3 separate regions of the Mus musculus genome follow, and all the other regions are linked to region 3. The links are chromatin contacts, called in public Hi-C and Micro-C maps. All regions are on one chromosome and are shown on one strand. Each heading gives the region's core, a stretch centred on a gene start, on an enhancer-like site or on the middle of the called end of the contact. The rest is flanking DNA. Distances are from core to core; before and after follow the strand shown. Region 1 holds the start of Trmt61a (tRNA methyltransferase 61A). Region 2 holds the start of Mark3 (MAP/microtubule affinity regulating kinase 3). Region 3 holds the start of Traf3 (TNF receptor-associated factor 3).

Evidence for each region. A called contact is a pair of places that touch in the nucleus more often than the background predicts.
Region 1: a contact with region 3 is called in a Hi-C map of CD4 T cells, with 4 times the contacts expected there. The contact joins the promoter of Trmt61a here to the promoter of Traf3 in region 3. A contact is called at or near these places in 2 of 39 promoter capture datasets (both in liver) and 1 of 484 Hi-C or Micro-C datasets (CD4 T cells).
Region 2: a contact with region 3 is called in a Micro-C map of embryonic stem cells, with 2.5 times the contacts expected there. The contact joins the promoter of Mark3 here to the promoter of Traf3 in region 3. A contact is called at or near these places in 2 of 39 promoter capture datasets (both in liver), 1 of 484 Hi-C or Micro-C datasets (embryonic stem cells), 3 of 115 datasets of contacts at active chromatin or transcription factors (effector CD8 T cells, memory CD8 T cells and microglia) and 1 of 9 other capture datasets (liver).

What each region holds. Positions count from the first base shown.
Region 1 is chr12:111,676,477-111,679,486 of GRCm38.p6, reverse strand. Trmt61a (tRNA methyltransferase 61A) reads right to left here and starts at 1,382. Exons shown (of 4, transcript NM_001099793.1): 1 at 1,326-1,382; 2 at 525-884. The coding sequence starts at 855.
Region 2 is chr12:111,572,320-111,575,828 of GRCm38.p6, reverse strand. It overlaps Mark3 (MAP/microtubule affinity regulating kinase 3), which reads right to left and starts at 1,308. Exons shown (of 18, transcript NM_001370744.1): 1 at 728-1,308. The coding sequence starts at 778. 2810029C07Rik (RIKEN cDNA 2810029C07 gene) reads left to right here and starts at 1,427. Exons shown (of 2, transcript NR_045295.1): 1 at 1,427-1,956; 2 at 2,089-3,509.
Region 3 is chr12:111,164,318-111,167,695 of GRCm38.p6, reverse strand. Traf3 (TNF receptor-associated factor 3) reads right to left here and starts at 1,326. Exons shown (of 12, transcript NM_011632.3): 1 at 1,094-1,326. All of the region lies in intron 2 of 4930595D18Rik (RIKEN cDNA 4930595D18 gene), which reads left to right.

The DNA of each region.
Region 1 (3,010 bases), core at 133-2,632, 510 kb before region 3:
CCGGGGTCATTCTTGGCAGAGGTGTATGCCTAGATTGCTGCATCCAGTGGCCTCAGTACCTAAGGGTGGGCATGTGAGAGACAGCTAGCTCAGACCCTTCTAGCTACCACCTGGCCTCGTATCAGTGACAGTGCTAATCTTCGATGGAACTAGGGAAGGGCCTGGCTGTAAGTGTGGGACAGACTTCTCTCTGCAATGAGCTCTGGAGTATCCAGCCTCCCTCCAGGAAGGGGCAGCTGGCCTAGAAAAAAAGCAGTCAGCACCTTGGCCAGCATCAAGCAATCCCAGCTCCGACCTCATAGGGCACCTCCTCCTCTTTCTTCTCCAACCCAGGTTAGCTCCCATCAGCTGCCATTTCGATGACAGCAGCTAGTACTGCTTCTGGCTTCACTCCCTGCAGCCACACCCTCCCTTGCAAGCGGAGTTGCTAAATAAAAGCTAGAAGAACCAAGTAGTTCAGCGCACAACTGCAGGAAGGATCGGCTGCAAACCGTCTTATCTGAGCTCATACCAGAGGAGCTCACCTGATTCACAGACCACAGAACCGGGACGCAGCTCCAGCATCATGGTGATCAAGGCAATGTCGGTGGAGTAGAGGATCTGCGTGCGGTGGGGCAGGTTCACTGTCCAGAGCTCAGGAGTGGGGTGCAGCACATACACCCAGCCGCCTCTGCTGCAAATCACCTTGGAGCCAAATGGGCGGCCAATGAGGTCCACCGAGTGCCTCAGGACGCCATGCCGGGTCTGGGTCTGTGCCCCACGCTGCACACGCACTGCTACCATCGAGCCGTGCCCCAGTGACAGGATGGCTGTGTCGCCTTCCTTGATCAGCTCCTCGTATGCCACGAAACTCATGGTGTTAACGTTTGCCAAGGGTCAGGGACCTGGAGAAGTGGTGTGTGGACGTGAGGTCAGAGGACCAGGAGGCAGGATGAAGATCTGTGGTCTGGACAGAGAGGTCTGTGGGGCCTGGGTTCTGAGCAGGGTTAGCGGACTTGCTTAGCCAACCCAACAGAGCTGCACTCTAGCCTAACATATGGAGCCCTTCTGGAGGTCTCTATTCTCGGAGTACACAAGAGAGTGCACAGCGACAGGAGCCCAAGGATTCCCACACATGAAGAACCAGAATCCCCTAGTGTGAAGGCGGCAGCCTCTGATAGCGTGCACAGCAGGGGAGAGAAGCCACCTCCGAGCCCGGAATCCCCGTAGCCCCTTGCCCAGAGTCTCCACGGAGGGCTCCCGACGGCAGGGAAGGCTGGCCTCCCGCCGAACAGCACGGGACCTGCCAGCAAGCCCGGAGCGCCGCTCCCAGCTCGGAAACTCACGCAGCATAAACCGGCTCCCGGCTCCACACGTGGCTCCACGGCGGCCGTAGCACTTCCGGTGCTTTTTGATGACGTCAAACCAACGCAGGGCTCTCTGGGAGTCGCCGCGCTGTCCTTTGCGTGCTCCCAGAGGACCTTTTCTGGCTGGCGTCTCTTCGGCTGTGTTCTTCTGTGCAGGCTTGCACGTTGCCTAAGAGATCCGAGCGCTGTGCGAAATAAAAGTCCCCTGCTCGCCCGCGGCCTGTCCGCGCGCGGCCTTTTAGGGCTGCCCGGTGCACGAAGTGTCTGCCCGCGGGATACGCATGACCCTAAAGAGCACTTTGACAACTATGTAACCCCAGGACCTCCCTACTATGGCCCACCAGGACATTTTTGTCATTGCAAACAGCTCTGAAACACCCTGTCTGGGCTCCAGAATAAATGCCATAAAGTGGAAACGCAGGCAAAGGGATGAGGGTTAGCTCAAAGACTTTGGCTAGGGCTGGGCCGAGTAAAAGGAGTAGAGTTAGTCTGGAGTATTCTGCAAAAGTGGCCCTAGGCCAGGTCCTGCCTGAGGGGGAGGGCACAAAGCGTCCCTTTCCAGGATCCCTGGCATCTTGAGAGCCTATGAAGTGAAGGAAGATTCTTCCTCCGGGTGTGCAGTGGAGAGGGGAGTAGGCAGGCATGGGGCAGAGAGAGTGGAGAGCCTTCCTGCACACCTCAGCTGGTAGAAAAGAAGAGAAGGAAACGTTAGCTATGCAGAACCAGCAGCAGTGACCAGCTTAAGGCTGCACTCTCCATGAAGAGACTTTGACCCAGCCTGCCTTTTCTAGAATCCCGCCAGCCTATAGGGATCCTCTGGGGCCAGGCTAGGCCAACCTGTGATGTCCTTGCCCTAGAAACTCAGGTGCCTGACTTCAGACCTCCTCAAATTTCTGCCCTGATTGACCTTAGTATGATAGCCCTGGAAGGACAGACAGTGAGGGTTTTTCTTGGTCGCCCATGTCTTCAGCTGAGACATCCCAGCCATATCCACAGCCCCACAACCCTTTTCTTTCTTTTTTTCGTCTTTATTGAATAATTTATTTACATTTCAAATGTTTTCCCCTTTCCAGGACTTCCCTTCAGAAACTCCTTATCCCATCCTCCCTGCCCCCACAACCCCTGTTCTAACAGGGTACTTCATTCCCTTGGTGGTGCACAGCCCAATACACATCCTAATTGCCCCTCTGGAGAGTTAGACTTTTCACTTCTCCTGGGAGGTTCCTCTTCCTCAGCTTCTCGGTGGCATGGAGACCAGGCCTGATTACATCCCCACCCAACCTATGAGTTCAACGGGGGGGGGGGGGGGGGCTTGGTTCCACTTGCCCACTGCTGGCTTCTCAGTTCTTCCTGTGTACCTCTTCTACAGTCCATCTTCTCAGAACTAGTCATCTGTTATGCCCAGCCTCAGCCTGGAGTCTTCAAGCAGAACCAGCAGCTTAAGACCCTAGCTGGTGAGGTGAGGGTGGGGAGATTTCCCAGCGCAGTTTATGCACTGAGTTCTAATAAGAACAGATGCTTCATGTGGCCAGTTCACTCTCATGTCATTGAATCCTCTTCCTTACAATTTTATGACCACTTTACAGATGGGGAACAGAAAGCTAATTTGTGTAACATCATACCGACAACATGGTTCATGCAGGGCTATATTTTGTCTTTCAGAC
Region 2 (3,509 bases), core at 59-2,558, 410 kb before region 3:
TGGGCAGGTCAAACATTTCTTCAGTAGAACTTCTACTACACGTTTGTCACTCCCTAGCAATGCTGCTCCAGGCTGTGGTTTGGTTTGGTTCTGCAGGTCCTTTCCAACAAAATCCTTTTACATAGATTTGCTGGGTGTGCACACTGGACCGGGCCTGAGAGCTACTCCAAGCCAACCTTTTGCAGCGGAAGGAAAAGGCAACCCAGTGGGTGTCCCTCGGCCGGGCAGCAGAACAGAGCAGAGCTTCACATCTGCTTCTCAAAACACTCAGCCCGCTGCTTCCGAACAGATTTAGCTTTGCCAAGGACGGGAAGCTACTCCTTGATAAAGGCAGCGGCTCTGGAGCAGAGAACTACTCTTGTGAGTGCGGGAACTACGGGGGCCCACAAGGATCTCTCCACGGGGCACTTAGTTTTGGCAGTTGTCATTAAACTTAGTCCCCTTTTAAAGGGCGCTCCGCTCGACCCGATTGGATCCTATTAATCTGCACCTAGGTCTGACTGGCAGGCTCAGACCCTGCCCGACGTTAAGAGGAGAGTTGTGTTCAACCGCGCACTGGCCGCAGCAGCGCACGGACGGGTAATGCTCAGCCGACCGTAAGGACAGCGCGCAGGCCGCACGCGCGCCGCAGGACAGGGCTGCGCCTTGACCCCTGCCTGGAGCATCTGGGCTGGATCCCCCTGCTACCACCCTGAGGGTCTGCCACCCTGCAGCGCAGTCCACTCACGTTTTCAGTGTCTCGTTCATTCACCGTTGGCAAAGGGGTCCTAGTGGACATCTTATTGCGCTTTGATTCCGCACAACGCCAAGGCGAAAACAAAACCGCCCAGCTTTGGGCGGCCGGCGAGCAGCGGCCGCGAGCCTCCGGGCCCTGCCCTCCCTGGCCGGAGTCTAGATCTCCGGCCTGGCCCGGGCCGTGCGCCCGCGGGCCCCGGGGCTCATTCTCCCCCAGCGCCGGCGGCCGCACTGGAAGCGGGCCGGCTGGCCGCCGCCGCAAGCCTCAGGGCACCTCACGGGCCTCGCGGGCCCCGCGCCTCCTCGCCGCTCGCAGCCGCAGCGCCGCGGAGCTCAGCCCCGGGGGCTCGACACGGCGCGGCCGGCAGCCCCTGAAGAGGCAGCAGCGCAGGAGGATGGAGCGGAGATGGAGCGCAAGACAGGCCGCCGCGGCCTGCAGGCGCCGACCATGGAGGGAGCCGCGGAGGAGGCGCCCACGCCCGGCTGCTTTCCCTTCTCCGGCTCGCTTTCCGCCCGGCCTCGCCCTGCCGGCTGCCACCGCCGCTCCCGGCACCTCAGGAGCCTTACAGACTCAAGATGGCCGCGCCTCGGCTTCCTCCGCTGCCTCCGGCTGCCGGAAGTGACGCTACGGCCGCCTGGAGTTCCGCCAATCAGCGCGGTCGGAGCTAGCTGCCGGCTGCTGTTGCTAGGGGCGACTCGTCCTGTTGGGTCTGAGGGGGTGGTGCCGTCGGAAAGGTCTTGCTTGGTCTCCTCTCTAGCGGGCGGAGAGTTCCAATGGTCCAGATTGCCTGGGCATCCCTGACCCCTCCGGACCACTTCCCTAGAGGGCATCCTGTGCCCGACTGCTGGGCTGGCATTTGCAGAGTACAGATCTAGGCTGTCTGGATTATACTACACATGAAGAGCCTACTGTTTGCAAAAATTGACTTTTCTTTCCCGCGGCCACGCTGCAAAGGATGGAGCTCCAGCAGCGAAGCAGCAGTCACTGGTCTAGCTGAAGAGGAAGGAGCCAGGCTCCTGCTTCGTAACCGAGGCATCTAGCATCCAGCCAAAGAACTTTTTTGCCTCTGACTAAGGAGCCACTGGTTATCGGAGCCGGCTCAATTGAATACCCATTCGGATGAAAGAGTGAAGTATAAAATAACAAGGTAGCACAAAAAGCTGGGAAGAGGGACTCGATGAGATCACGTAGACGCCCCCAGGATCAGATCCTAAATGCCGGTAGGGGCTTATATAATCAATATTTCTCTGTCTCTTCCTCTCCCTTTCGTTCTCTCACTCCCTCTATCCCTCACTTTTCCCCTCTGTCCCTTTCTCCTTCCTCCTCTCTCGCCTCTCCCTCTCTTACTTCAGTCTTCTGAAGAGCGATATTGCTACAGGCTTGGACCAGGGAGTGACCTGCAGGTGGAACTCTGAATATGCTGCCTCTTCTAGAAGGCCTGCTCAGCGTGTCACCTCTTTATGTCTTCTAAGGAGAGAATCCATTGGTAGAGGAGGGAGGGCTATGTGAGCCGGGGTAAGACAAACTGTTACTAATAGTCCACCTTGTGCCGGTTATTCATTAAGCCTCAGTGTAGCCGCATAAGATGCTCAGGCACAGCACGTGACCTAAAGTCTGGGTAAGTTGGTTACTTTACCCAGGCCATCGGTGGTGTTGGTTATAGAAGGATCTGAACCCCATTCCTACAGCTTTAGAAATGGCTAAACTTGTGAGTGACTAAACTTTGCTTTCTTTCCTTCTTATGTTTTGTTTGCTTGCTTTGGTTCTGCCCCCCCAACACCCCGATATCCTGGTGTATCCTGCTTTGTGAAACAACAGATCTTCAAACACCAGCATCACATCCAGAGAGGCCAGAGGGTCCCAAGACAAAACAAGCCGGGGCCAAGACGCACTCAGAGCTCCTATCTCACCCTCTTAGGGGTGTGCTCGGGGCACCAGATGGGTTATTAAATGTTATTCTCTTTCTCCCTTTTTGGTTAAGCAGAGGACTGCAGAGGAAAGCCTCTGAATCAAATGTTTGCTCCACACAGTTCAACTGAAATGTAGGTTGTGATGAGTGGACACGTGCTCCACAGCTAAGAGACCAACCGAGGGCATCCTATCCCACTCGTGGGTCTAAGGGGAGACTTACAGAAGGCATACTTACTCTGAAGATGGAATGATAGCTGAAGAGACAGAGTGATGCCTAGGGCCTGTCAGACACCCAGTTTAGCCTAATACAGAAAAGCACGGAGGTGAGAAACAACAGGGTGAATCCAAGGAAATTCAACAGGAGCATGTGAGAGGCAGGAGCCAGGGAGAGTTAGACATGGCCCGAAACAAGTTCTCCCCTCCACCCTGAGGAATTCTGGTGCTTCAGCACTGGCTCCTGAAGAATTGGGGAAACTTCCCAGAAGGTTGTCAGCCTCTCTCCGGCAGGAGCTTTACAGAGGTCTGTGGACACTTCAGAGCACCCACACGGGCCAGAGAAGTAACTGGTCACGAGGCTTCCCCCAGGGGGACTTCCTCACTCAAGCGACACATTAAACTCTGAGTCAATGAATGCCAGAGGTTAGGGGTAAAGATGACAGCACTTCACCTCAAGCTACCTCCTAGTTTTCATAAAGTTTGGAATTGAAGCTGACGAGATGTAGACTCACCGTAAAGAGCTGGAAGCAGCAAGCATATCTGTGGCCCATGAAAAGGGAGAGGGGGACCAGGAGGGCATGGGCTGGAGAAGGACGAGGTTGTGTCCAGAGGAATGGAGCAATTAAACTTTAAACTATTCTTTTCA
Region 3 (3,378 bases), core at 77-2,576:
GGTTCCCCTGAACAATTTCTACATATAAGCATTTTACACACAATACAAAACAGCATTTCTAAAGATTTCACTTGTGTATCTAGTCACAGAAATGCTACCAAAAAAAAAAAAATTATGGCTCCTCTTCAGTTGTATGCTGTGAATGTAAATTAAGATGACAATACAACACTCGATAAACCCTTTAAGACTCCACAAAAAAAGAGCATACTTACAAATGTGTGTACGTAACACACACACACACCCTTCTATTTCATTCTCAAAACTGAGTCAAAGCTCAGTACAAAAGCCGTGAAAATAAAATCAGTTCCTTCAACCGATCATTAATCTGAATGCTTCTTCGATTTCAGAGCACGTCCACAACACTTCACCCATTTGCATGTTGTTGCCGTTTTAAATTAAAGGTAAAGAATTGTCCACGCAGAATTCTCTCTAAAGGTCTAATCCTGATACCCGGGTCCCCAACCGGTGGTGATGACAGTGTAGAAACGTGGCGAAACGTACATGAGCCATAGCCTGGCGCCTCCAAAACCTGCAAGCCCCGCGGCAAGGATCGTTTTAATGGCTCGCCCGTGGGGAGCCCACTCTGACCTTTGGTGTTAATCGAAGGTGGAAGGTGTGCATTCGGCCCCAGCTGGATCCCAGAACCGCCTGCCTTCCAGCCTCTCTGCAGCTCTCCGACTATGAATCAGTCATTCATCTGCAGAGCAATGACTCAGTATAAACTTTTAAATAATGGCTCAAAAACCCACCTCCACCAGCCAGGGCGAGCACGCTCATCTATGCGGGCACCCTGTCTCCGCCGCTCCGCACCGCGCCAAAGCCCCGGGCCTCGGAGATGCTGACGGCTCGGCACCCCTCGGGGCGGGCACCCAGGGCTCGAGGCCTGCCTGCCCCGTCTGCCCGGAGCGCCGGCGCCTCGGGCCCGGAGCTGGCCGCACACACAAAGTTTCCAAAGTTGGGGCGGCGGGCGGGCCGCACCGCAGACGGTGAGGCGGCCGGGCCTGGCAGCGAAGGACCCGCCGGGCCCGGGGCCGCCGCCGGGATGGAGCCGCCCGCCGCCCCGCCGCCCGCCGCCCCCGGCCCGCGACCTTACCCCGAGGCCCGCCCGTTCGGCCGGCTCAGGGGCGCCGCGCGCATCCTCCGCCGCCTTCTGCAGCGTCCAGCTCCCCGGGCAGCCCCATGTCGGGGGGCGGGGAAGGGCCGGCGGCCGCCGCCGCCGCCGCCGGCTGGAAAGTCCCTGCTGGGCTGCAACCCGGCTCGCGCACGCGGCGGCCGCCGGCCGCGCCGCCTCACGCACCCTCGCGCTGGCACTTCCTCTCGCGCGCTGGAAATCCCCGCGGGCCGCCTGGGCGCGCGCCCCAGCGCGCCCGCCCCCGCCGCCCGCGCGCGCCTCCCCGCCCCCCCCCTCATCCCCTTCGGCTGGCGCGCGCCCGCGCCCGTTGCTAGGGACCCTCGGCCCCGCGCTCGCCGCCGGCCTTAGCAACGGCGGCGCGCGCCCCAGGCCCTCAGGGCCCTGGCCCCTCCGCGCGCGCGCGCGCGCCCTCGCGCCCCGCCCGCGTCCCGGTCTTTCCGGGTCAAAAAGCCAGTCGAGCGGAGGGGAAGCAAGGAAGGTTCCTCGCCTTGCCACCTCGACGGGCGGCCCAACAGTCTCGCCTACTCGGGCACTCAGGTCCTTGCACCTGTAGAAGACACTCACTCGCGGGCGCCCATTGACACGCGTGCAGAGTTCGTTCCTAGTGTCTCCTGTCCAAGAACACACATCTTCACCGACAGAGTTCACAGGCAGGCGGGCAGGTCTCACAGTCCACATTAGCACACAGCCATGCCACCCTCACACATGCCCCTCGTATGCTCACAGGCGGGTCTGGTACCATCTGACCCAGCTCTAGGGGTTTAGCAGAGTCCTCCTCGGCTCCCTACATACCCACCCGAAGTGGATCTGCCCTGTGTGGACAGGGTGGCCAATTTGTCCTGGGTACTTCTCTAAGCCAGGGACACCCATTTCTCCAGCAGCTTCATCTTGCTGTCTCATGGTCACAGGGCCCCACCAGATGTCCCTACTGCCATGGCAAGATGGGAGCAAATGGGGGTCTATCCTTACAAAGTTCAGACACTTGAGCAAAGAGGCCATGATTGTTTCCAAGTCATCTGGAAGCTCACACATCCCTTCTCAATAAAGTTTGTCGGATCCTAGGCTGGAACGGAGACCAGTGTGACCAGGCTGCGCAGGAAGTCCAGCATCTTCTGTCCAGCTTACCTCATGGAATGTTCTAGAAGCCTGGATAGTCTGACAGGACATCTCTGAATGCAGTAGCCCAACAGGTGCCTGTTCGAGAGCCCACATAGGCCTTGCTAGCCAGGCTCAGCTAGGCCAGTGGCGCCCTCATCTGGGCCACAGGCCACAGTTCTGAGTTCAGAGTCAGGTCAGATCCAGGGTTCCCCAAGGCAACAGTGCTAGAACGACAGTCCCATCTATGAGGACCCTGGAGCTCACTATTAGCCCCTTTCCCCTCGTGGGTGTCTTTAATGGCCCGGAATGCTCAGAGTGCCCCTGCCTTCTTTAACCGTGTTCTCAGACCTCTACTGTTCGACCCCAGCCCTGTCCAGGGCACCTTTCTCACACGCCTTTCACGGCACAAGGAAAACTGCCCAAATCCAGAAAGGCTTCCTTCTCTAGGCTGCACTATTTGGACTCTTTTCAAATAAGCCACCAGGCAGAAGGTACAAAGACCTGTGCGTGGGGCTTCCTATGGCTGCGTGGCTCCTTTTATTCTCTGCCAAAGCACTAGTAAGCCTTCTTCAGAATGAGTGGGTAGAGTCCAGCCGCGTGGAGCTCTCTACGGGTGAGACCAGCTGCTGCTCCCCCACCCCGAGCCCTTCTTCTCCCATTTAGCAGCTCCAGACCCCCTGTTTTGGGGAAACACAGAGGGCAGCATAAAGAAGTTTGCCCCATCAGAGCCAGGGCTTTGGGGGCGGGTTTCTGGCCACCGCAGCGCCAGTTGCTGGGCAGAAGTGATGAGCAGTACGGAGAACCAATCAGAGGGCTCTGCTCTGGGCATTTCAAAAGCAAAGCTGGCTGTTCCCTATGGCAACGCTGAACAACACGCCGACACTGTTTCTGGACAAAGAAATTTCTCTCAGGAATTTATGTGGCCTCTCATGCTCAGTTTGCTGCATTTTAGGATGCATGCAGGTCTCGTGATGACTCACCGAAATGCAACTGTCCAGAAAGCCGCTCCCATCTGTTGTGCTAAGAGGAAAAGTATTCGTCGCATGGTGTCGGGGGCTTCAGGCCTGTGAACAGGTGTCATCAGGCCCCTCCCAGTGCCTCAAATGACAGCTCCAGGAGCAGAAGCCACCTGCCCCTGCAGGGCAGAT